Regions from separate parts of the Sus scrofa genome. Here region 1 is linked to region 2. A link is a contact called in public HiChIP or PLAC-seq data. All regions are on one chromosome and are shown on one strand. Each heading gives the region's core, a stretch centred on a gene start, on an enhancer-like site or on the middle of the called end of the contact. The rest is flanking DNA. Distances are from core to core; before and after follow the strand shown.

Region 1 (3,085 bases), core at 395-2,894, 230 kb after region 2:
CCTCCCCACTTTAAGAGCTAATTAAAATGATTAGCCACAACGAACTGTCAAACATTAACCAGAAGAAGCTGCAGGACCAGACAGGCTTCTATCTCGGGCAGAGGGATGAGGGGCAGGAATCAAACGGCCATCAAATCCCATGGCTGGGGTGTGGTGGGGGTGGTGGCGGGGGGTAGCCAGGGACAACCTGGCCAAGGCGCGGAGCCAAGGGGTCAGGAGGCGACTCTGGTCAGGAAGGCTGCATCCCGAGGGAAGGGCGGCAGAGTGAGGGTGCGATGGAGGGACCAGAAATTCAGAAAGCCGCCGCCTCAGCGGTCTCCAAAGGCAAGGCGCTGACGGTCGGGGACCGGCGCTGCGCGGCTGCTGCGTCCCCGAGCCGGCGGCAGAGGAGGGAACAGAGAGGCGGGAGAAGCCGGGAGAGCGGGAACGCGGGAGCGGGAAGGCTGGCGGCCGGCTCACACGGAAACTCTGGCCGCTGCCAAGAGGTCTCTATTTTGGCAATCCAATTATCCAAGTCATAGGTGTGTGTGTGTGTGTGTGTGTGTGTGTGTGTGTGTGTGTGTGTGTGTGTGTGTGTGTGTGTGTGTAGAGGCAGAGAGGGAAAGGGAAAGAGAGAGAGAGAGAGAAAGAGAGAGAGAGTGTGTGTGTGTGTTACCCTAAGGCGTCTGGTCCCAGAAGCCCTAGAGGCCGCCAGATCAATCTAGCAGCCCCGCCGCAGTGAGGCCCGACCTCCCGCCCTCGGGCCCCGAGCTTTGGGGGCCGGCTGTCACGATCGGCCCGGTCACGGACCCCGGGCTGCTCCGGGAGCGCGCAGACCGGCCCCCACCCTGACACGGGAAATCGATTCCGCTTCAAACCCGGGATCAGGAGTCCGGGTTCCCCACTGAACACGCGGTGGGGCGAGGCAAGGGCGGGACGCGACACGCCGCCGCTCTCCCACCCTTTCCTGGGCCCCCAACCCCTACGCCCCGGGGCGGCCCCGGCGTCCCCGATCCCGCCCTCAGGCAAACTTTCCGAGGTCCCCGAAGGCTCGGAGAACTGGCGCCATCGACGTACCTGAGGCCGAGAGGGCTCGGTCGTCAGGCCGGGGTCTAGCTCCCCGCTCCAAGGGCCGGGACGCCGATCCTCAGCCCCGCCAGCCCGCCTTCTCCCCTCAGAAGCCGGGCCCGGCGAGTGGAGCCGGGACCTCGGCGCCGGCGAAAGGAGAAGTGGAAGTTGAGCGCGGCGCCCGGTCGGTCCCCGCGGCCGCCGGGGCCACCGTCCCCCTCCCTCCTTCCCTCCCTCCTCTCCTCCCTGCCCGCCTGCCCCCGCGGCCCCGCGCCCGTGACTCACCTCGGCGCCGGGGCAGGCTGGTCCGGGCGGGCGAGGCGCAGGGCTCTCCCACACGTCGCGCCGCCAATGGCAAGTTGGAGGGCGAGATGCAAATACCAGGTGAGACGGCGGCGCCCCTGATAAAACGACTCCGGGGGGCGGGGTGGAGTGCGAGGGGAGCCGGGTGGACGCCGGGGAGGGCCAGGCCGGGGGAGGGGGCGGCGGGGGCGCCCGGGGAGGGGGCGCGAGCCAGCGGAGACCTGCACTCAGACAACCGAGCGAAAGGGGAAATTGCACTAGAGACACACACGTCCCCGCAGGCGGCGGCTGGGGCGGGCGCGAAGGAGGCAGGGCGGGAGGGAGGGAAGAGCCTGAGGGAGGGACCGACGGGAGGGACCGCGGGCGGGCGGGGTGGGGGAGGGCGCGAGGGAGGGACGAGGCGTCTTGGTGGAAACAGCGCCCCTCCACCCCCGGCCCGCCGCGGTCGCCAGCACGGCAGGGGGAGCCGTGCCAGGGGCCCGCGCGGCCTCTCCTTCCCCTCCCGGCTCGCTCGCCCCCGGGGGACCACGAGAACCCGGCTCCCGCAGAGCCCCACGGCGCGCGCCCAGCGTCCCTCACGCGGCGCTTCCCGGGGACCCCCGCAGCTCCCGGCGGGGAGCCCCCACACAATGCCTCGCGGAGAAAGCCACTCCATTCCCGGGGTGGGGGGACGGGGGCGGGGGGGGCTCCGGGTGGCTGTGTCCGGCCCCCTCGGCCTGTGGGCTCCACTCGCTTGACGCCTTTGGCCCTGCGCTCCAGATTATTATTGAGCGCCTGCTGTGTGGCGGACCTGGCGTGAGGGCGGGCCAAGCGGGTGGGTGAGGCCGGGAGATGCCCAGAGGATACAATTCGGGATGGTACGCCAGACACCGCGGGATCCCAGGCCAATGCATCGTGCACTGGGCGTGACTAGAGAGTTTGGGGGATTTCTTAGGGAAGTGGAGCCTAGGGCTCCCAGTGGGCGAGGCCAGGAGGATATGAATGGGGGGGAGGGTTGGGGGGAGAGGGGCCGGTGCAGCAGGTGCAAAGGTGGCCAGAGTTGGGGTGCTGGGAAAAAAGCTCGTGTCCCTCTTCTGTCCAAAGCCAGGCTGCTCTGCTTAAGGCACCCACTTGAACCCCAGTCTCCCATTCTACCTCCCCCTTACCCTCTCCTCTGACCTGCCCCAGCAGCCCTACCAGCTACCCCAACCTGATCCCACAGCCAGGAGGTTCTAAGCGGGGGGAGTTGGCTGGGAATTGTCACTTCTTATGGCTCTACATGGTCTGGGGGAGGGGCCCAGCCAGGCCTCAGGCCGGCATCTCCTTGGCAGAAAGCAGCAAAGCGGAAAGGGCCCCAGGGGAGGAGGCCCTGTGAGAGGTGGGGGTGGTCCGAGGGCCTGAGGTTCAGGGATCTGCTCAGCCACCAGCATCTGTCTGCTTCCCCAGCCGCAGGAAAGGATAGTCCCTGGCACAGCACAGGGGAACAGGGCTGGTGGTGGATGATGGTGGGGAAGACAGCTGCAGAGTTTCCAGGGAAAGACCCAGGGGCTGGACTGGGGCACCGGGGCACCTTGAGACCTCTTGTCTACCTAAACCTAAGTCCCTGAATAAAGAGCCAAGAGCAATATTTCACTTGTAAGCAGGCACACTTTCCCCAGGGAATTCCAGGTTCTGGAGACAAACAATTTTCTGTTGTCCTCTTGCCAGTGAAGCCCCCTTCTCAAATTGTGGTAGGTTCCAGCCATCCTTAAGCCCC
Region 2 (3,052 bases), core at 452-2,951:
AGAGGAGCAACGCCTGAAGGGGTGTTGGGTGAAGAAATGGGGAAGTTTATTTCTAATCTGTTTTCGTCCCCTAGCAGAAGAAAAAGTTAAAGGCGCTCAAAAAGAGAAGGGGGCTAGTATATCTTCTTAAATATACTCCGTTACTTCCACTGTAATATTGATGATGTGATTCCCAGAGAACTTTGGAACTAGAAGGGATTTTTATAGGTGTTAGTCCGATTACTTTGTTTTGGAAATGAGTAAAGTCAAGACCAAAGAGGGGAAATTACTTATCTAGGGTCACAAGGCCACAAGGCTAAGCCAAGAAAACAAACAAGTCTGTTGACTTTCAGGCCAGGGCACTTTCCACTCTACCATATTGTTTTATAATCATCATGAAGAGGACTCTGAAAATAACAGTAAGAATCTCTATTCTTAAGGAACCATTCTCTCCGCTTCTCCACTTCTTCACTTTCTTTCTTCAATTAGCCGGTCAAATATGAATCACACCAGCGAACAAGTCATCCTCTGGCAGAGCTAGGAGGTTTTGGACATTCTGTACACAAACCCAGGTTGTATTTACTCAAAACAGATTTCCCCTAATCAAACCCTCCTAACTTCCTGAGTCTGGGAAATGAACCAATCTTGCTGGTCTAGCCTAACATTTGTGGGACTCTTAATGAAACCACATCACAAACCTGTAGGTGAAAGGCTGCCTGAAGCAGGAGAGGTTCTGATAGGGCTGGAGGGCGGGGGAGGGATAGCAGCAGTTAAGAAAAGTCATAAGGGTGCTTTCTGGGACATTTCGGAAGTACCATCTCCACTTAGCATCCTGAATCCCCAGACCTTTCTCTGCCAAGGCCACCCTTCTCTCAGGTGTGGTGCTGTGGCCTCTATTTACTGATACCACATGCCCAGTGCTGGCAAGAATGAGGTGGAAGCCTGCAGCCCGACTGACTGATGAGAAACAACCAACTTGAAATCATTCCCGGGCTGGAGAGGGCAAGGGTCCAAAGAGAACCTAGGAGCTGAGCAGGGAAAGGAGAGGGTGGAAGGCTTGGGAAAAGGGAGGGGGCACCAGAGGTGCAGTTAACACTTCCTTTGTGTAAAACTAACCTGGAAAACAATCTCCTCCTAATAAACCAGCCCAGCGGGAGCAGAGAGACCAGGAAGGAGGAGAGCTGGGCCTGGCAGAACAAAGATCAAAATCCGTCGAGAACCAGGGACCGGCCCAGCGGCCCGAGATCCGAGGCCAGAGTTCGAGGCGGACCGGCGGCGGGCGCGGCCTCGGGAGGCCCGCCCTGCCTCGGCCACGCCGCCGACCACCGCCCCGGGCAGGTTGGGACGCGCGCCACCTCCGCACGCTCGTATACACTCACACACGCCCCGCCACGTGTAGTCACCCTCAGCCGCGGGCTCGGCAGGCGCGGAGCCCGAGAAGGGCAGGGCCAGGTCCGCGCGTCCCGGTGCAGCGGAGGGGGCGGCAGCCCACCACGCGGCCGAGCTCCGGAGACCCCCACCCCCACTCCTTGTTACCTGAACCCCGGAGAGCGAACTCAGCGGGGAAACGAGGCCAGGAAGTGCACTATCCCAGGGGACCGCGTCGGCCGCCCGAGGTGGCAGCGACTACTCCCCAGCCCGAAGGCTGCCTCCTCCTGACAAGGGGCCCCAATGGTCCGGGCCCTAAACCAGCTGTGGCAACCGCCCACCGCTGGCCGAATGGAACGCTCCTCACGTCACCAGGTCGTTCCAGTAGTTGCTCGCCCTCCATTGGCTGATCGGCCTCGGCGCCTCCGCCCCTGCCACCCCAGCTCCGAACTACCATTGGCTGACCCAAACGCCACTCGACGATGCCTCCGCCCCACTCCCCCACCCATCTCCCGGCTTCGTGCCCACCTGCCAAGCCACTGGCAGCCTCCCTCTGGCGTCTGAGCGGCAGTGTGTGGAGTGTCGCTTTCTAATAATATAGTTCCGCAGAGACTGGGGTGAAGGTTAGTGCCGATGGGACCAGGAGAGACCGGGGGCCAGCCTCCCCCCACACGCATGGTGAGACGCTGAAGCAACACGGGCTCGCAGATCCGGGTGCTCACCCCAAACTAGGTCCGCCCTGGGCCTCTCCAGCCCTATTTGCATGAAATCAACCGCGACTCGGAATTTTACTCCTTACCGGCGTAAAAACGAGCCCTCTGCCTCCCAAGTCCCATTCATTAATTAGGGACCCCACCTCTTGTTCTAGTCACCCTGGCCTGCAACTCTAAGGCTTTCGGAACAAAACAAACGAAAAAGGAACGTGAAGGGGATAACTGTGCCCAAGAACGTCAAATCTCTTTGCAGTATCGTAAACAAAAAAAATTGACAGTGACGGGGTTAGAGAAACTCTACTGACAGGAAGTACATTCATCCAGGTAGATAATGAAGTAGCTTGCCAAAGAGCTTGTAAATTACTACTAGCTTTGAAGAGCTTGTGATAATGGGGCGGGGGAGCGGGTATCTAAGGCAGAATCTCCACCCACCAACCACATTCATTCTTTCCTTCAATAACCTGCCCCCGCAGTTATTGCCACAGTGAGCCGCTGCTACTGATCTGAGTGCGCCTCATCCTTTAGACGGTCAAGGTTGGAGTGGGGAAAACAATGGAGAACCACCGAACCAATATTACACAGCAGACTTTAAAAGATACAAGGTGGGGAGTTCCCGTTGTGGCTCAGTGGTTAACAAACCCGACTAGTATCCATGAGGACGCGGGTTTGATCCCTGGCCTTGCTCAGTGGGTTAAGGATCCCAAGTTGCCCTGAGCTGTGGTGTAGGTCGCAGACGGGCTCGGATCCTGCGTTGCTGTGGCTGTGGCATAGGCCGGCAGCTACAGCTCCGATGAGACCCCCTAGCTTGGGAACCTCCATATGCTGCCGGTGCGACCCTAAAAAGATAAAAATAAAAGACACAAGGTCTGTTTCCACTAGTATGGCTCTTGGTTTCCAAATATAAGAGGAAATATGAGAAAGGGCTGAAGGTGGCCTTTCCTTACCTGTCACACTGTTGGAGAGAATGTCCAGTTGTCAGCTATTTTCCTGAG

Evidence for each region. HiChIP or PLAC-seq counts read pairs in DNA pulled down with a chosen protein or histone mark.
Region 1: a contact with region 2 is called in an H3K27ac HiChIP or PLAC-seq map of alveolar macrophages. The contact joins the promoter of ELF4 here to the promoter of ZDHHC9 in region 2. A contact is called at or near these places in 1 of 47 Hi-C or Micro-C datasets (embryonic fibroblasts) and 1 of 2 datasets of contacts at active chromatin or transcription factors (alveolar macrophages).

The regions. Positions count from the first base shown.
Region 1 is chrX:106,659,696-106,662,780 of Sscrofa11.1, forward strand. It overlaps ELF4 (ETS-related transcription factor Elf-4), which reads right to left and starts at 1,645. Exons shown (of 9, transcript XM_003135369.4): 1 at 1,333-1,645. LOC106507037 (a long non-coding RNA gene) reads left to right here and starts at 1,322. Exons shown (of 4, transcript XR_002340829.1): 1 at 1,322-1,431.
Region 2 is chrX:106,434,376-106,437,427 of Sscrofa11.1, forward strand. ZDHHC9 (palmitoyltransferase ZDHHC9) reads right to left here and starts at 1,702. Exons shown (of 11, transcript XM_003135365.5): 1 at 1,516-1,702; 2 at 1,096-1,166.